Regions from separate parts of the Anser cygnoides genome. Here region 2 is linked to region 1. The links are chromatin contacts, called in public Hi-C maps. All regions are on one chromosome and are shown on one strand. Each heading gives the region's core, a stretch centred on a gene start, on an enhancer-like site or on the middle of the called end of the contact. The rest is flanking DNA. Distances are from core to core; before and after follow the strand shown. Region 1 holds the start of UCKL1 (uridine-cytidine kinase 1 like 1). Region 2 holds the start of TCEA2 (transcription elongation factor A2).

The links. Hi-C and Micro-C count contacts between places; a contact is called where the count stands out from the background.
Region 2: a Hi-C map of liver shows a contact between it and region 1, with 3 times the contacts expected there. The contact joins the promoter of TCEA2 here to the promoter of UCKL1 in region 1. A contact is called at or near these places in 3 of 7 Hi-C or Micro-C datasets (granulosa cells and liver).

The regions. Positions count from the first base shown.
Region 1 is chr16:1,839,274-1,845,511 of Taihu_goose_T2T_genome, reverse strand. It overlaps UCKL1 (uridine-cytidine kinase 1 like 1), which reads left to right and starts at 3,485. Exons shown (of 15, transcript XM_066978607.1): 1 at 3,485-3,607. The coding sequence starts at 3,558. All of the region lies in intron 1 of LOC136786525 (a long non-coding RNA gene), which reads right to left. It overlaps ZNF512B (zinc finger protein 512B), which reads left to right. Exons shown (of 15, transcript XM_066978604.1): 15 at 1-1,909.
Region 2 is chr16:1,979,707-1,985,716 of Taihu_goose_T2T_genome, reverse strand. TCEA2 (transcription elongation factor A2) reads right to left here and starts at 3,500. Exons shown (of 10, transcript XM_066978209.1): 1 at 3,296-3,500; 2 at 721-783; 3 at 1-50. The coding sequence starts at 3,364.

The DNA.
Region 1 (6,238 bases), core at 2,236-4,735:
CCCCACCGCTGGCCCTGCCCCACCACTTCGGGAAGGAAAACCACCTCCAGAGGTGCAGCTTAGCTTGGCTTGGCGTGCTGGCCACGAGGGATGTTTACGCCTTTCCCCGCACTGCTCCTGCGAGGTGCAGAGGGGAGCCGGGGGATGTAAGACGAGCACTCGGCCAGCCCCGAAATTTGGGGCCGTGGGAGGCGAGCAGGGACAGCATCGGGATGCCAGCATCCCAGCCAGGGACCTGGGGATCTCGGGGCACGCGAGGGGTGCCGCGTGGTGGGGACGGAGGTCCCGGTCCCGGGCTGGCCTCTGCCAGCCTCCGAGCTGGTGGGGAAACTCCTCAAAGCCCCGCATCCGCGTGAAAGCAGCTCCCCGGTCAGAAGGAAATTTTGATGAGGAATTGAACTCTTCAGGGTTGTTGTTTTTTTTTTCCCTTAGAAGGTTTGGTGGTTTTTTCCCCCCACTAGTCATTACTCGGTGAGGAATACGTTCTCCCACTGCTTTCTTCTCCATAAAGAGCTGCGAAAAGCGTTAACAGCCATAAAAGCATAGGGATATATTTCTTCTCAAGCGTGGCCGCGCCGATGCAGCCGGCGGTGAGGACACAACCCGGCCCGGCACCGGGAGCTCCCGGCTGGGGCTCGGACCCCGAGCGAGATGGGGCTGAAGTGGGAGGCGAGGGGCAGAGCATCCGTGGAAGGAGACGGGTTTGTGCGGCAGCCCCCAGCCTGCTGTGTCCAAGTCTTCAAAGCCAAGTGAGCGCACGTCCCTCGTGTCCCGGGTCCCCCGTGTCCCGGGTCCCTCGTGTCCCGGGTCCCTCGTGTCCCGGGTCCACCCGAGCGCCGTCCTCCCACGAGGGCAGAGAGGGCATTTTGCTTTGCTTCGCCGTGGGCGTTTTTCTTTCCCTCCCTGCCCGGGGGAGGCTCCTCGCCCCTCGCTGCCCACCTCCAAAGCAATAACAGGAATCGCGGCACCTGCCTGCCCCAGGGCGCGCGGTGCCGCCGCTTTGTGCTTGCTGGGTGCCTGAAACCGAACGGGTGGGGGGCAGCAGGGCGGTGGGGCGAGGCTGGCGCAGCGCTGAGCTCGGCCTCGGCCATTTCATCCCCTTTCCTGCTGGGATTTGGAGACGTGGTCGGGCCGGGGAGGTGGCCGACCCGCTGCCCTGGTTGCGCACGGTGTCAGTTTGGGGCTGGGGTGGCACCGGCTGCCCAAATTCATCTTCACGCCGCCCGCACCCGCACATCACCAAGGCAAGGGCTAAACCCTCCACGTGCTTGGGGCCGGGCGGGCTCTGACCCATCCCTCGCACGGAGCCGGCCCCAAAAACGGCTCCGGCAGCATCCGGCGCCAGAATTTGCCGTGAAACAAACACGGCGCACCGGCAAGGTCGGCTCCGCACCGGCACGCGCGCCCAGCGCTGCGGGTCCCGGGGTCCCGCCGGGCACCGAGCATCCCCCGGGGCCAGGCCGCCAGCGCACGTGAACGCCGGGACCGTTTTGTTCTTTTCTTTCTCTCCTCGTGACACCCATCCCACGGCATATCCGAATGTTTCTCGTCGATGCCAGTTATTAGTGCATAAGTGTATTTTGGGGAAAAAAGCAAAACGGAAAAAAAAAAAAAAAAAAAAAAGAATTTTCAATTTATCACTTGTAACCATATATATAAATATATAAATATATATATTAAAAAGTGTTTATTTGCAAAAAATAAAATTGTTTTAACAGTAAACTATCTTATAATAAACTCCCGATTTGTGACGATCTGTTCTTTTGTTAATCATTGACAAATCCTCAGTTTGAGAGTACTGTAACAAGCAGCTATTAACCACAGCGCCGCTGAGCACCGAGGAGGGATAACTCTATGTACTGTATGTATTAAAAACAGCTGTATCGAATAAATGTTTATTGATTTTTTATTCTTATTATCATCATCGTTATTTCGCAGTTTGGCGTGAGGGTCTGCTGGAAGCGGGCAAGGCGAGCGCTGCCGTTCCCCTCCTGGGTGATGAAATCCCTAACGGGCACGGAGGTTTGCTTCTGTGAAGGGGCTCCCTTGGTTGAGTTTCCTCTGCGTCCAACACCTTAAAATCACCTTAAAACGTTTGCCCCAGCACCCCAAGCCCCGCAGGAGGGGAATGCCCTGCGCCCAATGCTCCCGGAGCCGCCTCTGGAGCTGCGAGGGGCTGCCATGGGGCAGCTCGGACCCCGCGGGGCAGTGCCAGGACTTGCTGCCCCTGCTCTGAGCCGTGTAGGTGGGGATGCGGCGGGCGATCTCCGAGCTCAGCTCCTGCTTTTCCCCCAGGAGCTTTGTGCTGGTGCTTGGAAGCAGAACGCGTCCAGCTGCGACGTTCCCAGCGGCGCGCTGAGGATCGGCTCCATTTTGTCCTTCCTTCGCGCACGGCCGGCCGAGGAAACCCCCAGGGACAGACGGGTTTTGTGCCACTGGCTCAAGCCCTCTGTGTGGCAGAGCAGGGGCCCAGCGGTGCCCCCCCAAAACCAGGCCGGGGGCGAGGAGCGGCCCCGCAACCGTCACCCCACCACCGTTCCCGGCGTGGGAACAAATCCCCTGCGCTTCCTCATGTCTCTTTTGGCAGCCTCCCAAAGGAACATCAGGAACATCAGACGCAGCCCCTGATTGCTGACCGCTAACCCCGCGTTTCCCAGAGCCCGAGGGACCACCCTGAAGCGTGACGGGGGGGGGAGGGGGGCGCGGGTCCTGAGCTTCCCCTGCGCCCCCCAGGCACCCTAACGTGCACCCCAGGGTGCGGGAATCGCCTGCTGCGCCCCTCGGCTGCGTTCCTGTGCCCCACCGCACCCAACGGAGTCCAACGGCACCCAGGTCTGCCCACAGCACCCACCCGTGCCCAAAGCACCCACACATGCCCTCAGCACCCCCCCGGGCTCCACAGCATTCACTGGAGCCCCACGGCACCCACCTGTGCCCACAGCGCCCATACCAACCTTACAGCACCCACCTGAGTCCCAAAAGCACCCACACGTGCCCTCAGCACCCAGCAGAGCCCCACAGCACCCACCCGTGCCCACAGCACCCACACAAGTCCCACGGAACCCCCCCCCCTCAGCCCTCAGCACCCCCTCGAGCCCCACAGCACCCACTGGAGCCCCTCAGCACCCACACGCCTCCCTCAGCACCCAAAGGAGCCCCACAGCACCCACCAGAGCCTCACAGCACCCCCCCCTTCGAGCCCCTCAGCACCCCTCCAAGCCCCTCAGCACCCACTGGATCCCCACAGCACCCACAGGAGCCCCACAGCACCCCCGAGCCCCTCAGCACCCCCCTCCGAGCCCCTCAGCACCCACAGGAGCCCCACAGCACCCCCAATGGAGCCCACCCGGGAGCTCCCGGGCCCCACAGCACGCACCCGCCCGTGCCCTCGGCACCCATCGCAACCCCTCAGCCCCCCCCGAGCCCCCCGGCACCCCAAGGCCCCTCACGGCCCCGCTCCCCCCGCACTACAAGTCCCGGGGAGCCCCGCGGCAGCTCCGCCCCGCCCGGCCCCGGCCGCGGCCCCGCTCCCGGCCCTGCCTCTCCCCGGTAGCGCCATGGCCGCGGCCCCGGCGGCCGAGGGGGCCCCGGCGGCACCGGACGGCAGGTACCGGGGGGGGGGGGGGGGTTACCGGGGGCCTGGGGAGGGGGGGGGGGGGGGCAGCCCGGGGGCTGGGGGCGGCGGGGAGCGGAGCCGAGGCAGCCCCAGCCCCGCCGGGGCCTCCCGGGGCAGAGCAGCGCCGGGGAACCGGGCACGGGGGGGGGGGGGAGCGGGGGGCTCCGGCCCTAAACCGGGCTCCGGGGGGCTCCGTTCCCGTCCCGGGGGTGTCGAGGGGGCTGCGGGGGGGAGGCCGCGGCCTCGGCAGCGTGCGGGAGGTGCCCGCGGCATGCGGTGCCCCCGGGCCGGGGCGCGGGTGCGGAGCCGTCCGTCCTGCGGGGGTCCCGAATTTATTTTTTTTTTGGGGGGGGGGGGGGTCCAAAGTTTTTGGGGGGCTTCTCCCGGCATCGCTACGGCTGGCCCCGGCCCCATGGCTGGGGAAGAGCGAGGGGTCAGCGCGTGTCGGGGTACGAGTGGTTGCCTGGGTGCGGGGCCGAAGGTGGGGGTGGCGGCGGTGCCCTTCTGGGGGACGGGGTGGGATGGGATGGGGACAGGGATAGGATGGGATGGGATGGATGGAACGGGACGGGATGGGATGGGATGGGATGGGATGGGGACAGAGATGGGGACAGGGATGGGATGGGATGGGATGGATGGAACAGGACGGGACGGGATGGGATGGATGGGATGGACAAGATAGGATGGGATGGATGGGATGGGATGGGGTGGGATGGGGACAGGGATGGGGACAGGGATAGGATGGGATGGGATGGGATAGATGGAACAGGACGGGACGGGATGGGATGGATGGGATGGACGAGATGGGATGGGATGGATGGGATGGGATGGGGTGGAACAGGACAGGATAGGATGGGATGGGATGGGATGGGATGGGACGGGATGTGCGGCACAGGGCACCGCGGGGTTGTGTAAGCCACCAGCACTGACCGCCGGGCTGCGGTGGAGCTGCCTGCACCGGGTGTAAATAGCGGCGAGCTAATGGGATTGGAAGAGGAAGGTGTTCCCCCTGCCCCGCTGGGTAATTGAGGTCCTCCGCGAAGCGCGGGGGGCTGCGTCCGTCCCTGTGCGAGACGTGGGGTGAGGTGGGGGCACCAACTTCGGTGCTGCTCGGGTTTGCAGGGGCACCCCGTGCCCCTGGGGCTGTCTCCGTTCCTCAGCTGCCTCCATCTCCACGCTGCCACCTCTGTCCCGGCACTTTGGGCTTCCCAGCGCCTTTCTTTGCGTGCTCCCTCCAAGAGGTTTGCTCCCCAGCCTGGCAGGCAGGCGGGACCCAGCCCCGCTCAGCGCTCAGACGAGGGGGCCCTGGGGCAGCGCAGCCCCGCGGGGCGCAGGCGAGCGTCCTTGCCGTGTGCCAGGCTGTAGCGACGCCCTGAGGCCGGCACGGCTCCCTGTGGGAAGGATTGGACCCGTCTCAGTCGTCTCAGTGCTTTGCCGTGGCCCTTCCCCAAATCCCAAGGAGCCTCGGAGCCACCCCGTGCCGGCAGGCAGAGCCCAGCAAACTGCACCCAGGGGTGGCACCGGAGCCGATCCATCCTCCCGCGAGCACCGCTCGTCTTCGGCTTGGGCATCCCCTGAGCTCTCCCGGGGACCCGATGGCGACGTTTGGGTTGCGGTGAGCAGCAGGGGAAGAGCCGCCGGCGGCTCTGCTTCATCCCGGCACCCCGGGAGAGGCGAGGTCCCGAGGTCTGCGCCGCCTCTCGTGGAGAACGTCCTCATCTCTGCCCCCCGCAGCAACCTTTACGCATTTGGACCGGCTCGCGCTTGCTCTTTTATTTAAGGTATTTGGTTTTTAGGCTGAACACTTCCTTCAGCCTTCTGTTCCTTCAGCCCTCCCTCGCGGGGCGAAGGGAGCTGGAGTGGCCGCCCCAGCACACCTTCATCCACCATCGCCACGTTGCCTTTTTCTTGCGATGTTAAGTCCAGCTCCCTGAGCCCTGCGATTACAGACTGGATTTGCGCTTGAAAAAATCTTCTAGAAGGAAGGAAAAAGTCCGAAAACATTCGCCCTGCGTGAGAGCTCAGGAACCAGGAAGCGAAGGAGCACGCCCAGGGCCCAGCCCGCAGCGCCCTCGCCGTGCCGGCAGCCGTGGCAGCGCCCGGTGCCCGCGGTCGGACGCCGAGCCCCGGGGGCTTTTGTTTGCTGCTGGGATTAAAAATCGGCGCGGGTAATTCCCCTCCTACCTGGGAGCTGGGCTGGGACGTCGAGTGAGCCGCTGGAAGCATCGGTGCCGCCGCTCGGAGGTTTTAAACAAAGGCAGGAAAAAAAAAAAGGCACCAGGGAGCATGCGATAAGGAGCAGTGACACACGGGCAAGGGCTCCTTCGGTTCCAATTTCTGGTCCCTTTTTTTTTTTTTTTTTTCCTTCTTTTTGAGAAAGAGCAGAAATCGCTGCGGAAGAGGATTTTATTTTTAAACTCCTGAAAGCGCTTTTCCAGAGAAAGGGGAGCTCGCGCTAAAATCGCGGGACGGGAAAGGCTCCTTTGATCCTCGGTCGTTTAATTGGCTTCGTTCGGGGCAGCGGCCGGGGCCGCATCGCCTCTCGTTCCCCTGGGTCAAATCCCGCTCTTTGGGGGCCAGCTCGGTGTTGTAGGGCGAGGAGGCAGCCGCTGAGACCCGGTT
Region 2 (6,010 bases), core at 2,251-4,750, 140 kb before region 1:
TCTGTGCTCTGCTTTCTCAGTGCATTTACTGACATGCCGATGCGGGTGGACTGCAAGTGAACATTCAGATGAATCATTCAAGAACAGATTCGTTATTTGTTACTAACTGAAATCAGAAATAACCATAACATAGTCAAAGCAACGACTGAGATATGTAGCATCCGAGCACTTCCAGAGTGATTAGATACTTACAGCTCTGGAAGAACAAGATGACTGACCCTGGCTTGCTAAAATTGATCCCAAGCTAAGCATCCAAGCTAGGCATCACTCACAAATGCCTCCTCTACACACCTGGAAGTAGCATTCTAGTTTAGAGTGAAAAAATCCCAGATGCATATCTTAATCTCTGAATTGTTATTCTCTTCACGCCTCCCCAGTGTCCTGAATATCACCATCACAAAGACTTAAAGAACTTCCCCGACTGCCCTTTGTGTTTGCTACTTTAATCTCATCTTCCCTTTTGGAGATCCCTGAAAGGATTTGAGCAGCTACCCGCATGTCTGACCAACTACACACAAAACTCAGGCAGCACGTTGTGGCCCAAAGCTATCCCATTGCCAGTCCAAAGCGCAGGTTCAGTACTATTTTCTAGATGTAATGCTTATTTTGATGCTTTGAGAGAGGCAAAGAGTCAGAGGAAATCTAGGAAGCCCACGTAAACAGCATGCTGTGCTTGTCCAGAGGCAGACTTCAGCTTTGTACCCTAAGTGTGCAACTCACCTGCAGCAAGTCCAAAGTCATGGGCATACTTTTCAGTTCTTTCAGTAAATCCATCGCACCATCCTGGAGAGGAAGAGAGATACTGAGAATGAGTGCCTCAGGTTTTAATTAAGAAATTTAACACGATGGGAATAAATTCAGAAAGGTGAAATCAAAGCGAAAGCAGAAAACCTTCCTTAAAACACCTTCAAGACTACTGAGCATCAGGCCATTACCTCTACATGACAAGTTTATTTTCTTTAACACCTGAAAAATACACTCTGAATCAGAGCCGTCCCCTCAGCACACACTCAGTTTGCACGAGCAATTCTACTAACAAACTATTTTGCGGGCCTAGATTAATGATATTAGTCTGCAAAAACAGTTGGGCAGAATTGCAAGAACCCACCTAAACCTCAAAGTCACGACAGAGCTGCAGGAATCTTCTTTCTACCACACGAAACTCAGCGTAGCCACGTCCTAGTAGTTCTATTGATAGATCACTGCCCAGCACTAGGGGTGATACCGGGAGCAAAGCCCCTCGAGCAGCAAAGCGAAGGAGCCGCTCACTCGAAACTCATCGCACGAGGCTTCCCCGCAGCAGCTCTGCATCCAGGAACCCAGATGCAGAACGTACCCGACCGGTCGATCTGTGGATCCCTAAAATTGGTAGTCAGAGACAAACGGCAGAGAACCACCAGCCAAAACTCCCCTCGGCGGCAGTTCAGCCTGGAATACGCCTGTCTCCATCCAGCTGGCTCCTTCCCCTTGTTCCCTTTCTATCAAACAAGGCTTTCCAGCGTTCACGTTTAAAAGCTCGTTTCAAACACCAACCACTCCAAGCCCGTTTGCAGTGCAAGACCTACAGGGCCCGGGATTGTAGCGCCACGAAGGAGCCCCACTGACAGCCAGACTGTCTTCCCCGTGCAGGAGGGCTGCTCCCAATCCACTGCAGGAAGCCAGCCAGCCACCCTACAGAGCAGAGCTGAGAACACCAAAGCAAAGGGAAAGCTGTCAGTGTGCACACCAGCAACTCACTCCGCACAGTACCCAGAGAGGAAGGAGGCAGACTGCATTAAATCCAGCCCTTCACGCCCAAAACGACCTGGCGGATTCCCGATCCCCTTATCGGAAATGGAGCCGCTTGGGCCGACGGCAGCAAACGGGGGTCCGCACAAAAACTAGAGCGACAAACGGGTTCTCCAGGCAACCGCCCTGCAGGAAGAGTTTGCAAATTAGCCGGCGGACAGTGAACACGCGGTGGCTCAGCACCAGACGAAACGCCAACCAGGAGGAAAGGTCGCACACCGCTCGTTTTAAGAAGCTGCCTCTTTCTCGGCGAAGCCATCGACAGGAGCAGACATCACGGGCTGTGTCTGAGCCCCGGCACGCGTCCCTGGGACCTTACAACAGCTACACGAGTGCCACCGCTCACCTGCTCTGCAGCCCAGCACCCAGAAACTCACCTGAGCGCAGCCGCACCCGGCGCCCCGTAACCCAAACACCACGTTCCCTAATCCCAAATCTCGGGATTTCCTCCAGGGAACGACTCAAAGAGCCCCGGGAGGGGGGGATGCGCAAGGGTCCCCCCCCTACTCGAGGCGATGGGGAGGGAGGGCTGGGGATGCTCGCCAGGGTGCTGAGCTGGGGGTGGGCGAGACGTGGGGGTGCAACGTGGGGTTGAAGGGCTCCCACAGCCCCGCACAGGGGAGCAGGGAGCCCCCCCTCAGCAGCGGGCAGCGAACAGCACGGTGGCAGAGGTGGGGGTGAGGGGGGCACCCCCTGCAGCCAGCTTGGGGAGGGGGAACTCCACGGGAATGGGGGGGGGTCTGCATCCCTATGGTAATGGGGGGGGGGGTCCTGCACCCCCATGGTAATGGGGTAACGGGGGGGGTGGTCTGCATCCCTGTGGTAATGGGGGGGTCTGATCCACCAGGGTAATGGGGTAATTGTGTGTGGGGGGTCTGTGTCCCTATGGTAATGGGGGGATCTGCACCCCCACGGTAATGGGGTAACTGGGGGGGGGTCCTGCACCCCCATGGTAATGGGGGGGGGGTCTTGTGCCCCCAAATGGGGGGGGGAAGGGGTCTTGTGCCCCCATGGTAATGGGATAACGGGGGGGTCCTGCATCCCCAGGGTGATGGGGGGGGGGTCTGCATCCTCAGGGTGATGGGGTAACAGGGGGGGGTCCTGCACCCCCACGGTAATGTGGGGGCGGGTCTGTGCCCCCAGGGAAATGGGGGGGGGGGGGGCTGCGCCCCCATGGCAATGGGGTAAGGGGGGGGTCTGCGCCCCAACGGTAATGGGGGGGTCTGCGCCCCAACGGTAATGGGGTAATGGGGTAACGGGGGGGGGCTCTGTGCCCCCACCATCATCACCGTGGGCCTCGCAGCGAAGGGAGGGCCCCCCAAAACCGAGCGGGGGCGTGGCCGTTGGGGACGGGGGATGCCCTCAGACAACGGGGCCGGGGTGGAGGGGGGCTCCCCTCAGGACAGCCGCCCCCCCGCCCCAAAACCCGCGGCGGCGGCGGGTGGGGGGGGTAAGGAGGCGCCCCCCTCCCCGAGGCTGAGGGTTGGGGCCAGCCGCCGCCACTCACCGCGCTCTTCTTGGCCACCATCTTGTCCAGCCGCCGGGCGATGCGCACGATCTCCTCCTCCCCGCCCATCGCTCCGCTCCCCGCGGCGGCCGGGACCGGGGACGGGGGGACCGGGGGAGGGGGGGAGGAAGCCGGCGGCGGCGCCCCGGTGCCCACCTCAGCCCCGGTACCGCAGTCCGGAGCGGGCGGGCGGCGCGCGGGGTACGCCGGGACTTGTAGTCCTCGCGGCTCCCGCCCGCCTCTTCCCTGCTTGCGGCCGTGCGAAGGGACTACAGCTCCCAGCATGCCCCCCGAAGAGCGGTGGGCGCGGGGCGCGCTGGGAGTTGTAGTCCGCCCGCTCCGCGGGCTGTGGCAGGTCCCGGAGCTGAGGGAGCCTCGCGGTGTCTCCCCCGCCGCCATTTCGGGGCTGAGCGAGCGGGCGGGGACCGAGCGCGTTTGGCTCGGGGGTGCCGCAGGCTGGGCCGGCCGCTTGGCCTGGCTCGGGTGTGGGCCCGGCCCTCAGGCGTCCCTTGGGGCTGTGGGCAACAGCTCCTCCACTGCCACCACGTCCTACACCTCCTACACCTCCATCACCCCCTCCACCACCACACCAGTAACGCCCGCAGCTGAAACCCCGCTGCTGCCCTCCCTCAGGGCCGCGTAAACACCATCCCATGTTTAAAAACAGACATTTCGGGGCTTCAGGGCACAGCACGGCCCCGGGGGGGGACGAGGCCGGGCTCCGGAGCCCCCCTGTAGGTGGCACTCGCACGCTGCGCAGCGCCCGGGTGGCCCCGGGGGGAGCGGCGCGGAGCCGGCTCCTGGGGCCGGCAGAACATTGTCCCTGTCCCCAGCCGGCTCCCGGCAGGAGGAGAAGTTCCCTGCCTCCTGCACAGCCGGGCAGGGGGGTTTGGAGAGGGGTCAAGGGGAAAGGAAAAAGGAGAAGCAATGCAAAGAGCCCCAGCGAGCGCTGGGTGCCGGTTCCTGCCTGCTGCTGCCTGTGCTGGTAAATAGCTGCTGGCTGGGATCGACTAAAGGAACAGATATTTGTTCCACAGGGTCATAAACTGCAGGATTAGCTGCTGGGAACCAGGGCTCCCTGAGCTCAGCCCCAGCCACAGAGCCACAGAATCATCTAGGTCGGAAGAGACCTCCAAGATCACCGAGTCCAACCTCTGACCTAACAAGTCCTCCGCTAAACCGTATCACTAAGCTCTACATCTAAATGTCTTTTAAAGAAGCTCCAGGGATGGTGACTCAACCACTTCCCTGAGCCCTGCAAGTCACGGAGTTTAGGTCAGCACACAAAGGTGGGGAGCACTGAACAGGCTGGTGCTAAAACTGCTGGGTGGCTGTGCCCCAAAACTGCCTTTTCGGTACCCAAAGCCACTGGCTTTGCTGTTCTTTATGGCAGCTCCCGCTGAGTTGGACAAATGTCTGGGAGCCCCTCGAGCAAGAGCTGCTCCCCAGATGTGCGAGACGAACGTTTAAATTCGTCCACAAACCAGCAGCGGTGGCCCCGGACCAAACCTGAGCTACAGGCCCTCTCCCTGGCGTGACGCTTGGCGCTACCTTGAAACTTCTTGGCTTGGCCCCATGTTTGCAGACGCGCTCCAACCCACAGTCTGGAGCCTTTGCAGCATCTGGAAAGCCTCCATCCCTTGGCAGGGTCTGGCCAGGGAGCGAGGGGGTGCCATTTTGGAGAGGCCCAACTCTGCTAGGGAGGAGGAGGCGAGGGGACCCTCTGGAGGTCCCTGGGAGCGGGCGGCTGCCTGTCCCCTGTGTGAGGTCGGGTCACGCCGGTCCTTGGCGTCAGCGGAGCGCTCGAGAGGCACTGCTGCCACTGTAAATGTGGTTTGTATCACTGCAAGGCGAACATGGTTCCCGACCACAAGTATGGCCCGGGACGTGTCTCGGATTCCAGAGCGCTCAGTCACGCCGAGCGCCATCACCCCGTCGCTCCCCGCCTCGGAGCGAGAAGCCCGTCACCCCGCTGGAGCCCGCTGCCTGCAAACACCGGCCTCCCACCGGCCTCCCACCGCGGTGGCCGTCCTCACCCAGCCTCCACGGCTGCCTGATGGCGGCGGGGCCCGGAGGGATGCGACTGCACGAAATGCTCACACGCAGAAGGCCCCGTCCACCGCCCGCCGAGCGGGAGAGCAAAACGCACGCGTGGAGGGCACGGACCGGCTCCGCAGCCGAGCCCTGACCCTTCCACCCTCCTCTCTGCTCTCCCCAAGGGTTAACAGGACAGGCGTTAGCGGTGCGGGGAGGGTTTCTGGCTGACCTTGGCTGGGAAGCAGCGTGGCGTCGCTCAGCCCAGCCCTCCGAGCGCGAGCCGGTGGCCGGAGCGCTCCCCGAGCCTGGGTGGAGGTAGATCCAGAGGAAACTCCACCTCCGCGGGAGCCGACCTGCTATTGCAGGAATTCCCAGAGAAATTCCCGCTTGGGCTGATCTGTCAACGGATCCGTGAACTTTCCTTTACCTCTTGTGAAAGCAGCTACTTCAATGCGCTAAAAACAGAGCAGGGGCGAGCCTGTCGCTGGAGCCGGGCTCGGGGGAGAGGCTGGGAGGGGGCTCGAGCTGACCCCTGCACGCCTGGGAGTCCCCCGAGAGTCTCCGCATGTGGAGCCTCGCTTGCAGGCTCCCGGAGGAAGAATTTGTTGCAAAAAGCAAACCCTGCAAATACCTCACCTGGTTTTGCCACCGGGTTACAGCATTTCCCGAGTGACTCTC